4 separate regions of the Sus scrofa genome follow, and regions 2, 3 and 4 are each linked to region 1. Evidence: chromatin contacts called from public HiChIP or PLAC-seq data. All regions are on one chromosome and are shown on one strand. Each heading gives the region's core, a stretch centred on a gene start, on an enhancer-like site or on the middle of the called end of the contact. The rest is flanking DNA. Distances are from core to core; before and after follow the strand shown.

Evidence for each region. HiChIP or PLAC-seq counts read pairs in DNA pulled down with a chosen protein or histone mark.
Region 2: a contact with region 1 is called in an H3K27ac HiChIP or PLAC-seq map of alveolar macrophages. The contact joins two enhancer-like sites.
Region 3: an H3K27ac HiChIP or PLAC-seq map of alveolar macrophages shows a contact between it and region 1. The contact joins two enhancer-like sites. A contact is called at or near these places in 1 of 47 Hi-C or Micro-C datasets (embryonic fibroblasts) and 1 of 2 datasets of contacts at active chromatin or transcription factors (alveolar macrophages).
Region 4: a contact with region 1 is called in an H3K27ac HiChIP or PLAC-seq map of alveolar macrophages. The contact joins two enhancer-like sites. A contact is called at or near these places in 1 of 47 Hi-C or Micro-C datasets (alveolar macrophages) and 1 of 2 datasets of contacts at active chromatin or transcription factors (alveolar macrophages).

What each region holds. Positions count from the first base shown.
Region 1 is chr4:92,941,308-92,944,053 of Sscrofa11.1, forward strand. No RefSeq gene overlaps it. Among named protein-coding and RNA genes, the nearest start is that of ETV3, 22 kb to the right of the region's middle. Within about 2 kb of position 1,369, at least 47 of the 83 cell types and tissues checked have an H3K27ac peak or open chromatin away from gene starts, as enhancers often do. A contact at or near this core is called in alveolar macrophages, where this site is marked.
Region 2 is chr4:93,137,699-93,140,444 of Sscrofa11.1, forward strand. It overlaps ARHGEF11 (rho guanine nucleotide exchange factor 11), which reads left to right. Exons shown (of 42, transcript XM_021089647.1): 21 at 189-333; 22 at 646-745; 23 at 1,522-1,551. Among named protein-coding and RNA genes, the nearest start is that of LRRC71, 37 kb to the right of the region's middle. Within about 2 kb of position 1,348, at least 4 of the 83 cell types and tissues checked have an H3K27ac peak or open chromatin away from gene starts, as enhancers often do. A contact at or near this core is called in alveolar macrophages, where this site is marked.
Region 3 is chr4:93,105,514-93,108,259 of Sscrofa11.1, forward strand. It overlaps ARHGEF11 (rho guanine nucleotide exchange factor 11), which reads left to right. Exons shown (of 42, transcript XM_021089647.1): 3 at 155-169; 4 at 500-588; 5 at 2,110-2,208. Among named protein-coding and RNA genes, the nearest start is that of ARHGEF11, 61 kb to the left of the region's middle. Within about 2 kb of position 1,343, at least 2 of the 83 cell types and tissues checked have an H3K27ac peak or open chromatin away from gene starts, as enhancers often do. A contact at or near this core is called in alveolar macrophages, where this site is marked.
Region 4 is chr4:92,801,734-92,804,479 of Sscrofa11.1, forward strand. No RefSeq gene overlaps it. Among named protein-coding and RNA genes, the nearest start is that of ETV3, 160 kb to the right of the region's middle. Within about 2 kb of position 1,393, at least 17 of the 83 cell types and tissues checked have an H3K27ac peak or open chromatin away from gene starts, as enhancers often do. A contact at or near this core is called in alveolar macrophages, where this site is marked.

The DNA.
Region 1 (2,746 bases), core at 119-2,618:
CCACCACTTGCTGGACCACTGAGAAAATGAGGTGGACAGGGTGAGTGGGCATTGGAATAGAACTTGGTTCCTGTACAGTTCTCAAGCCCAACTCTTTCTAGTGCAGACCTTGCCTGGGTCTTGTGCAGGGCTGTGCTCTCCGCTCCATCTCCAAATGTCCAGGAAAGACCGCCCAGGTGGCCACAGCCGCAGAACCTGGCTCTGGGTGGCTGCAGCTGCAACACTATCCACCAGGGGGCGATGGCCTAGCGTTTTCCTCCATCCTTGGAAACTCCCAGATCTTGGCTCCCCAGGGCCGCCCAACCCGGCTGACACCAACCCCAGCCTGCACAGTGGCTCTTTCCCACACATGTTTGCCCTCTTGTTATAGCTCTCTCTCTCTTCCTTCCTCTGTCTCTCTGTCTCTGTTTCTCTCTCCCTCTCTCTCTCTGTCTCTGTTTCTCTCTGTGTCTCTGTCTCTCTTTCTCTGTCTCTCTCTCTCTGTCCTCTGCCAAAGCTGAAGTCGGGTGGGACAGCCCAGCCCCAAGAGCTCTGAAAGGGCCCCCACCCGGGTTTGGAGGGTGGAGGAGTGGGAGGTGGGGGGGGGCCCTGAGGGCGGGGGGGCGGGGGTGCAGAATGTGCACAGTCACAGTGTTGTCTGCCCTGCTCCCCGTGGGCCGGCTCTTGCTCTTTCCCTGTTGTGTTTGCTGCTGAGGGGGTCCCCAGGGGCTCATTTGGAGCCAGGGAACAGGGCAACCAGGGAGTATGGGCAGAGGCGAGATTGGGAGAGGAGAGGGAGACCTTAACCCCCGCTCAGAGCCACTGGGAAAGGAGGCAGGTCCCCCACGGCCCCACTCGCAGGGTTTATCACCTTCCAGCTGCAGCAGCCCTGGAGAGGGCAAAATTGAGGCATCAGCAGAAATGATTCCAGGTTCCCTCCTTTCCTGCCCCCAATCCCTGGATGTGTCAGCATGAGATGGGTGGACCCTGCACACTCGCCCACTCTGCTCTGGGCCACATGGGGTCCTGCAGGGCTGGGGAGGGCGGTGCTGCTGCGGCCCCTTATCGGGGCTCCGTGCCCAGGCCACATCCACCTGGCATACACGCATCAGGGAGAGGAGACGACCACACGGCCCCCACCCCACTGCCCCAGGAGCCAAGGGACAGGGAAGGCCAGGATGGGGTGTGCAGGTGGGGTGAGCCCCCAGGCTCTCTCAGCCACAGCATCCAGCGCCTCCCTGGCCCTCTTGGCCCTCCTCTCACACTGCTGTCTGGGCCTCTGAGGCCTAAACCCCCAAACCTGAATAGCAGAGGTCAGTGGGAGTCCCCAGCTGACCAGGGAAAGAGGCTCCTCCCCTGAACTTTGGTCATGCTTAGCAGCTGGCTGGGAGCCAAGAATAAGGTTTCCCCTCTCTCTCCCAGGCCGACTTCCTGCTGGCCGGAGGCCGGGGAAATCCCAGAAACTGAGCTTCCCCTCCCGCCAGGACTGTCAGCCCCGCCAGGACTCCCAGCCCCGCCAGGACTCCCAACCCCGCCAGGACTCCCAACCCCACCAGGCCAGGCCAGGCCAGGTTGCTGCAGAGCCCTCGGGACAGCAGAGGGGATGGGCATGCCAAGGAGGGGGGCTGGGAAGACACCAGGGAGCAGGGCCCAAGCCCTAGAGGGAGAGAGGTGACCTCGTTCAACCTCAGGAAGTGAAGACTTCGTGGGTAGCAGGTTTATCACTGCCGTTCTGCTCAGGGGAGAGGGTGAGGGCTGGGGGCACAGTGGAGGGAGCGGGCTGGGGGCCGGGAGACACAGACGGCACCTCCGCAGGACCAGGAGGAAGGAATCGTGATGGGCTGAGGGGAGGGAGGAGACCGCTGGCAAAGCCCCCTCTCCCCCACACGCTGGGACGTGGTGGTCCCGCCTCCCCACAGTCTGCTGGGGTGGAAAGCTGGGGAAAGCAAAAGAGGGAGTGAGAGTGAGGGGTGTCCACGTGGCAGAAAGCAAAGCCTCCGCAGGAGAGAAGGCAGCGAGCATGGGATGGTGCTGGGCATTAGAAGAGTTATTCTTGTCCTGTCTCCCTAGAGATCTCGTTCCGAGCCCCCTCACAACAGCTGTGATGTGTCTCTTCTCCAGCACTCCCGCTGACGGCTTAGGGGACCGGGTCCAGAATCCCAGCCAAGGACGGGAAGCCTCCTCTTTCCTCAGTGAGCACCCCCACCCCACATTCTGTCTCCCTCTTTGCAGCTAGCTGCCCTTCCTGACCAAGGCTGAGCCTCCTCCTCCTCCTCCTCCTCCTCCTCCAGGAAGCTCTCCTAGACGGACCTCTCCCCACCCCCTCACTCCAGGGCTCCTCATCGCCGCCACAATGACCAGACACCCTTTTCTCTTCTGGGTGCTGAAAGGTGGCTGTGTAAGTGTTCTAAGCACTGTGGTTTCCTGGGTGTGTCTCAGGTCTCCCATTAGTAACAAGTCCAGGGCAGGGACTTTGACGTCAGGTCACAAGCCAGTCCGTGTGGAGAGGGGGTGGGGGAGCTGCCAGTGGATTTTTCACAGCACGGAATCCTAGTTCCAGTGTCCTCATGCCTCTATCACCACCTGCCTAAACCTGACCTTTGCATCTCCTCTTCCACTTTCTTTTCAACCCCAAGCCATCCAATCTCCCAACTTCCTGTTCTCGGCCAGCAGGTCCACCCTTCTCTCCCCTGCTCACCCGGGCTTGAAACCTGGAGTCAGCTTGACTCCTTCCTCCAACAGCCCAGATTCAGGTTCACATCCAGGC
Region 2 (2,746 bases), core at 98-2,597, 200 kb after region 1:
ACACAACTTCTAGAAGTCATGACAGCCAAGACTTTTGCTGGCTTCTGCCTGCTGTCCCATTTGAATATCCCAGGCGTCCTTCCGAACACCCTGGCTCTTCGCCACCCACCGGGTGGTGGCGAGATTTTGTGCAGCAGAGTTCGGGCTCTGCCACCTGCTGAGCTTTCTCACCCCCGTTCCTCTCGCAGTGCCCCCATGGACTTCGCCCTCAACACCTACATGAGCCATGCGGGGATCCGCCTTCGAGAAACACGACCTTCCAACGCAGCTGAAAAGGCCCAGTCTGCTCCTGACAAGGACAAGTGGCTACCCTTCTTCCCGAAGACCAAGAAGGTGACAGAGCTGCCCCAGAAAGCAGCCATCTCTGGGTGTGGCCCCCTGCATCTCTGGGTGTGGCCCCCTGCACTGAGGCAAACTGGGGTCTAGCTGCCTTTGGACGTGGAGTCATTGAGAATCCCCAGGCTAGAGCCATGCTCTCCCTTCCTCCAGCCCCAGGCCAGAAGCACATGTGCTGGTCCTGGGTACAGGCATGAGTCTGTCTTCCAGTTACTTGTTTAGGGCCCGTCATTGGGGCAGTGACAGGGGGATCCATGGCCAAGTTAGGGTACTGGGACCTTCTCCAAACCCTAGCGTCTTTTGTCTCAGCAGAGCAGCAATTCCAAGAAAGAAAAGGATGCCTTGGAGGACAAGAAGCGAAACCCAATCCTCAAGTACATCGGGAAGCCCAAAGGCTCTTCCCAGAGCAGTGAGTATTTGGGGAGAAGGCACTGGGCGGGGATCCCAGCTCCTTCACAGGCCAATTCATGGGCAGAGGGTCTTCCTGTGCATCTGGGAGCCACAGGCCCAGACTCCGAGATCGCAGCCTGCCCTCAGCGCTCCTGTCTTCTCCCTTCGCCACCCCCAGCACAGGCGCCTGAGGTACAGGTAACTGCTGCAGAGCCAAGGAGGCCGAGCCAGTCCATGGGTCTAGAAACTCAAAGCCGGTTGTAGGTACTGAGCAGCCATGAAGAGGAACTTTCCCCCTGGGCAAGATTGCCCTATTGACAGTCAGTGCCTGCTTCGCCTTCATCCCTGGGATTGGTCTGTCCTGAGGGCCTGTGTGTTAGGATGGGCCCTTGATAGTGAGTTTCAATTACTGTTTAGCAGAATTAGGTAGAAAGGGGGCAGGTTGGGGCCCCAGAGGTTCCCCTCATGCCATTGGTAACCAGACCTCCATTGAGCTTGTCACCCATTCTTCCCAGCTGTGTGTCATCTCTGAACGTTGCTGCTGGCCCTCCCAGTCACTATCTTAAGACCCCAGAATTAGTGTTGGGAACCCGGGAAGGGCGATGGCCCGGGGCCAGCTGCCTTTCCGGAAATTGCTGCCTTGGAGGAAGTGGGGGAAGGCGGGGACTCGCTAGCTCAGCCCTGATTTTTGCCACTACCTTTCATTTTCCTGCTTGATATAATTTTTATTTTGACTCTTGAAACATTAATTCGACTTTTCATGGTTTACTTTTGTTTTTGTTTGTTTTCTTTTAGCATTTCATATTCCCTTGTCCCCTGTGGAAGGTAAAAGGACCATTTTCTTTGGGTTTTTCTTTGCATTAGCATTGAGTTTCCATTTCCCAAGTCCTGTCTGCCCTTCTCCTCTCCTTCTTCGTCTCCTCCTGCCCTGGCTCTCCTTCTTCCTTCCCTTTCCTCACCCCATTGCTCTTATATGCACCTCCATTGCTGTAGAAGCTCCCTGTGGCACAAAGCCCTGCCCAGGGGTTCCTGTCCTCACGCTGGGCACAGGATTCTGCCTGCCTGATGCAGGGTGGGTGGGGCTGGGGCGCTGCCCCCCAGGAGCAGCTCCTCTAGGTGCCTGCAGAGACCAGCTTCTGGGCCCTCAGAGACTGTTCCATGGCCTGAGGCCTTTCTCCCTCATTGTCACCTTTCCATGGATGGGGCTCCAAAATCCAGGGCTCTGTGTCAGTGAGGAAAACCCTCACATGTTGAAATGTCCCATACGAATTCCTCAGATTTTGTTTTCAATTGAAAAAATTATAAAAATCCTTATTTTTGAATGTTATGTGAGGGGTTTTTTTGGTTTTGTTTTGTTTAGTTAATAATGAGCCTTTAACAGTTTTGCTTTGGGGTATTTTAATTTCTGTCATCTCCTTTACTTAAGCCCTTCACTGTAGCACCTCTGTCTCTTTAGACTCCTAACTTTGCAACAGTTAAAAACAATGACCCTAACCCATGTATGTTAGAGGACCTGATATCTTCTAGAATCTGTGTATTAAAAATAAATATATAGGAAGTTCCTGTTGTGGGAACAAACCTCAGCAGGAACAAACCTGACTAGTATCCATGATGATGCAGATTCGATCCCTGCCCCACTCAGTGGGTTAAGGATCCGGCATTGCCTTGAGCTGTGGTGTAGGTCGCAGATGTGTCTTGGATCCTGGCTTGCTATGGGGCTATGGCTTAGGCTGGCAGCTGGAGCTCTGATTTGACTCCCTAGCCTGGGAACTTCCATATGCCTCAGGTGCAGCCCTAAAAAGCAAAATATATATATATATATGTACTATATATTATATGTATATATATATATATACATATAATAGATAGTAACCCAAAAAGGCTTATTAGCACTTAGAACTAGACAGGTTTATTTCCCATCAACAAGGTCCATATGCATACAATTAAGTGATTAATATATTCTAGGTTCTGTAGTAAATCAAGAGGAGAGATAGCAGTGAGATGCAATTAGGAAGTTAAT
Region 3 (2,746 bases), core at 93-2,592, 160 kb after region 1:
TCTGCTGTGTCCCTGTGGGCTTCTGTGTGTTTTGACCCACCCTTGCAGTCTCCCCCTCCTTGCAAATCATCGCCTAAAACTAACTAGCTGTTTGTTTTTCTCCTGTCTTTTTCTCGCATTCATTTTCTCTGCTGCCTCCGTTCTGTTCCATCAGCCCCATTGCAGCCTGGTAAGACCCACCAAGCGTGTGTATTTGTGCACACCCTGTTCTTGCTATTGTCTCTTTGTCTCCTGACTCCAGGATGGGCTATTTCCCTTCACGCCTTGCTGGGTATTAAAGAGATCATGCTTGCCCTGCCAGCCTAGGAGTCCAGATAGGTGGTATTGCCAGTGGGGTAGATGTGGCTCATCTCCCACTAGATTGAGCGGGTTACAGGGTGAGAGGGTCAGTCTCTCGTTACCCAAGACCTAGGGCCCCTTTTCACAGAGCTTCCTTCTCCTGCAAGGCTGGTCGCTCTCTGCCCAGTTCACTGATGTGCTTTTCTTGCTCTTTCTCCAGGTTAAGTAGCCTGTCTTTGGGAGATTCAGCACCCGAACGCAAGTCCCCTTCCCACCACCGCCAACCCTCTGACACCTCTGAGACAGCAGGTAAGCACCTTCTCAGGCATTAACACATGGACACAGGCGTGTTAGCCCACATAGATCTGCAGAGCGCAGATGTTAAACAGCTTAACCTTTATATTGAACTCGTATCGTGTTATATGTTTTGTACAAATTGCCCGCTTCAGTCCTTTTATCAATGGTAGAAAGCGGACTTTTATTATCCCTATTTTATAGATGAGGAAGCTGAGACCCAGATGGGTTAAGAAATTTACCAAGTGTGCAAGCTTGTCGGAGACAAAACCAGGACCTGAAACCAGAAGGGGCTTAATTCTAGAACTCGTGCTTTATCCGTTACGGGAAACAGTCACACATATATACCTACATACACGCACGATGTCGCGTACACACCCACAGGGATGGAGACCGTTGGGAGTTACAGTTATTTTTCTTTTTCTTTTTTGCTTTTTAGGGCCGCACCCATGGCATAAGGAAGTTCCCAGGCTAGGGGTCGAATCAGAGCTGTAGCCGCCAGCCTACACCATAGCCACAGCAACGCAGGATCTGAGCCCATCTGCAACCTGCACCACAGCTCAAGGACAATGCTGGATCCCTGACTCACTGAGCGAGGCCAGGGATCAAACCCATATCCTCCCAGACACTGGTCGGATTCGTTTCTGCTGCACCACAACAGGAACTCCTAGCCTTTCTTTCTTTTTTCCTACGGTCTGCATATGGTTGTACATGTGACAGAAGGGGTTTTCTCTTGTCATTTATCCTTCCCTGGATTTGGCAAGGGGCCAGCCCTGAGTCACCCCACATGACTTAGCCAACTTCTCAGAGAGTCAACAAGCACTGGTGTCCCTCCTGCTGAATTCATTGGACATAATTTGATGGAAAACTTCCAGTCTCATTTAGGCTTCAATCACAGGGCTGTTTCTCTGTAATATTAGTTTTTTGTTTTTTGTTTTCTCTTTTTTAATGGCTGCACCTGTGGCATATGGAAGTGCCTAGGCTAGGGATTGAATTGGAGCTGCAGCTGAAGCCTAAGCCACAGCCAACAAATCTGAGCCACATCTGGGGCCAGCGCTGCAGCTTGTGGCAACCCTGAATCCTTAACCCACTGAACGAGGCCAGGGACTGAACCTGCATCCTCATAGAGACAATGTCAGTAGATTCCTAACCTGCTGAGCCACAGTGGGAACTCCCTGTGATATTAGTCTTCAGCCTGGAGTTGGCTATGCTCCTTCTTTGGTCAGTCTCATCCAAACAGACCTAAAAAAACAGACACACAAGAGAGACAGACATCTCAGCGCCTCAGAGAAGGGAATTTCTTGTATAGAATACAAAGTTGATGAGAGGGTTTTGTCGATCACTGAGAAAAGCATGCAGTGCAGTAGTGTGTTTGGACAGGATAGATAGGTCTGGGGAATCTGGTTCAGTCTGGAAAGGCTTCTTGGAAGAAGAAACGCACCGGGTTTTTCCTGGGTTGGTCTTGGCTCGTGTGCACTAACTTTGCAATGACAGTTCCTACCCAACCCCTTCTTTCTCCTTCTTACCTCTCACCAGGTCTTGTTCAACGCTGTGTCATCATCCAAAAGGACCAGCATGGCTTTGGCTTCACAGTCAGTGGGGATCGCATCGTTCTGGTGCAGTCTGTGCGGCCCGGTGAGTGTTGTGTCCCTGCCACCTGTGTTCGTACAAAGCCATCATGTGTGTGACAGTGCCGTAGGCTCAGAGAACTTGTGTGTGCTTTCCCTACAGGCCCGGGCGTCCTGGGGCATAAATGAATTACTCTAGAACTGGTTCCACAGGGTGTCTCAGGAGGTCTCCACAATGCTGAGCCTCCAGGCAGAATTTCAGGCTCACAGGAGGCTTGTTTCCCCTGTGGAAAGTGTGAAACTGCCAGAATAGCCCTCAGGTCATCAGGCAGGCACCTGATTGCCCTCCAGGGGAGCCCTTCTTCCTGGGTCAGAAGATGCTGTGGAGAAATCCAAGACCCCCTCTTCACACTCACCTTCACGTGACCTTGCTCAGTGCGCTGTGGTGGTCACGTTGGTGCTCACAGTTGTTCACAGTTATGTTCACGGTTGAGCCAGGCCCAGTGGTCCCAAACGTATTTGCAAGTACCGTGAACACTAAGTAATAAATGACCAAAAGATGCGTGTTGGACAACACCCAGGAGGAAAGGGCGTTTGGAAGTTTG
Region 4 (2,746 bases), core at 143-2,642, 140 kb before region 1:
GCACAGCCACAAGAATGCAGAATCCCAGCCTTGTCTTCGACCTACACCACAGCTCATGGCAACGCTGGATCCTTAACCCACTGAGTGAGATCAGGAATCAAACCCACATCCTCGTGCTTACTAGTCAGGTTCGTTACTGCTGAGCCACAATGGGAACTCCCATTTGTCTAAATTTTTAATCATATGTATATTACGTGATCTTTGTCATCAGGATTATTTTCCAAAAAGAACATAAGGAAAACTGGTTTGTGTCACAATTTTTTTTTTGAAAATTAAAATAATAAAATGTTAGACTGTCTTCAAATAGGTGTTATTTAATGAATATTTATGTTAGGCACTGAGTGATACATTATTTTGTTTGAGCTTTGCTGTAACTTGATGAGCTCTGTCCTGTTAACAACCTCATTGGGCTCATGAGAAATTGGAGGTTCAGGGAGGCTGGGTGACACCCTCAGGGTCACACAACAGGGAAGGCAGGTGCCCAGCTGTGAGCACTCAAGATGAGAACCAGGCAGAAAACGCCTGGTACAAGTTCCAAAGTGCTATACATCCTTCCTCTCAGGCTGTTTCCAAACTGCTCAGAGAAGCAGGAAGGAGACTATCAACATTCTGCAGAAATAAACAACAAAACAAAAACCTGAGCTCAGAGAGGCAAAGGAGTGAGGATGGAAAGGGAGACAGAGACCTAATTGGGAAAGCAGGGTTTGCCGCTGACTTGGGGTCTTCTCACCATCCTTCAAAGCCGACTCCACTTCCAAGTATCAGAATAGCCTCTCCAGAGCTGGGTGTTTCCCCCCTCCTCCCCAAATGAACCCCAGCCCCAGGAAAACCCCTGAGTCTCATCTCCCACCCACACCCCAAGCAATCCACCTTCACTTCTCAGAGTCTTGTCTTAAGGGGCAGGGCACAGCCTCCCCTTCTCTGAGGCTGTTCCACCTAAGAAGTTTCTTATCTGGATCAAGAGCTCAGATCTGAGACATAGAATCCTCAAGGGTCCCCCTTTCCCAATGGTATCCCCTTCACTTCTAGTCCTGTACCACCTCCCACGTGGAACCAAATCACAGCCTAGAGTATTTCGTGCCATCGTAATCACAAACATGGACTCTCCTCCATGGGAATCCACTGTTGACTTCCGACCTGGGCTCATATTGCCCAGGGACTTGGCCACTAATTGCTAAATCCTGGACCATGTCTTTACATCTGAACTGATGCTCTACCAATCAACCTGCCACCCCCTCCTGGATCTAGTTCCAACCACACCTGTTGTCCCTGTGGTCAGTGTTAAGGTCTGAATATTTTGTCCCCACAAAATTTCTGTGTGAAAGTCCTAACCCCAAATGTAGCGGTATTAGGAGGTGGTTACTTTCAGGTGAGGTCGTGAAGATAGAGCCCCATGATGGTATTAGTGCCCTTAAAGGAGAGGAAGAGATACGAGAGCATTCCTTCCTCACTCTGTAAGGAGACAACAGGGAGACAGCAAGCAGGAAGAGAGCCCTCACCAGGAAGTGACACAGACGAGACTTGATCTTGGACTTCACAAACTCCAGAATAAGAAAATAAATCCCTGTTGTTTAAGCCATCCAATCTATGGTATTTTGTAAGAAAAGCTCTGAGAAGACCAAGGCAATCTGGGAGAGAAAAGAGAAAGACTTCACCACCCACCAGCACCACCCGCAACCAGCATCTAAGCCTCCCTTCAAAACATCCTCCTTCTCTGCCCACCAGCAGCACCTGGGCACTAGTGCCACCTGGTGGCTGAAGACCAAACTGTCATAGATTTCCTGGAAGGGTGTCTTCCAACATAAGGTCACCATTCAAAAAACACGCACATGCCGTGAGTGCCTACTGTGTGCAGCACCATTGGGATGTAAAGGTAGGAGACAAAGTCATTGTCCTGAAGGAACCCAAACTATAGTGGGAAGATAGAAGCAGAAGTCATTTCAGTGCAGGTTGTATGTGCTACAATACAGAGGCCCTTAAGAAGCATTTTCTTTCATCAAGAAGAACAGAACAGAACATGTGAAAACTGAAATAAAGCAAGAAGACACCTTGGAGAAGGAGCTCAGGATGACCTGCAGGGTACAGGTAGAGCACACACGGCCAGCAGGAGGGGAGGGGCTGCAGGAATAGGATAAGATGTAGCTTAGGCGCCTACGGCCAGGGTCTCTTCCTGATGGAGCCCAAGGCAGGTGTAAGCTGAAGACCAGTCCAGCGTGATGTAAGATTCAGGCTCCTGAGTCTGCGTGTGAGTGCTCTAGGGATGTTAGACATGGCGAAAGCCTTGGAGTTAATTTAAAAAGAGCAAAAATAAGCTTCTCATACATAGAATTTTACCAAGAGCATGATAGTGCAAGGCAGAAGGACAAAATGAGTAGAAGTGAGCCCATTGCCTGCCTAGGTTGTCTCCAGGTCACTCCTCACATGTATCTAGAGATTCATGTAAAGTTGGGGTGGGGGGGTCTCTGCATTGGGGAGGGAAGCAAACAGGACTGAGAAGGAAAGAGATGACTCCTTCCATGACCGCTTCTGGTCAGATGACTCTGGGTCCAGAGGGTTGATGTAAACAGGGGGCTGGGGGGTGGGGGGAGTCACGTGGCCAGGCCCTAAGAGGGTGGATTATGATATGACAACAGGAGTCTGAAGCTGAGGGTGATGAGCAGAGTCAGCAGCAGTGAGTTCCTGGTAAACCAACCACTCAGACCAAGACTGCCAGCCAGGGTTGGGGGCGGGAGGATGCGGAGAAGTG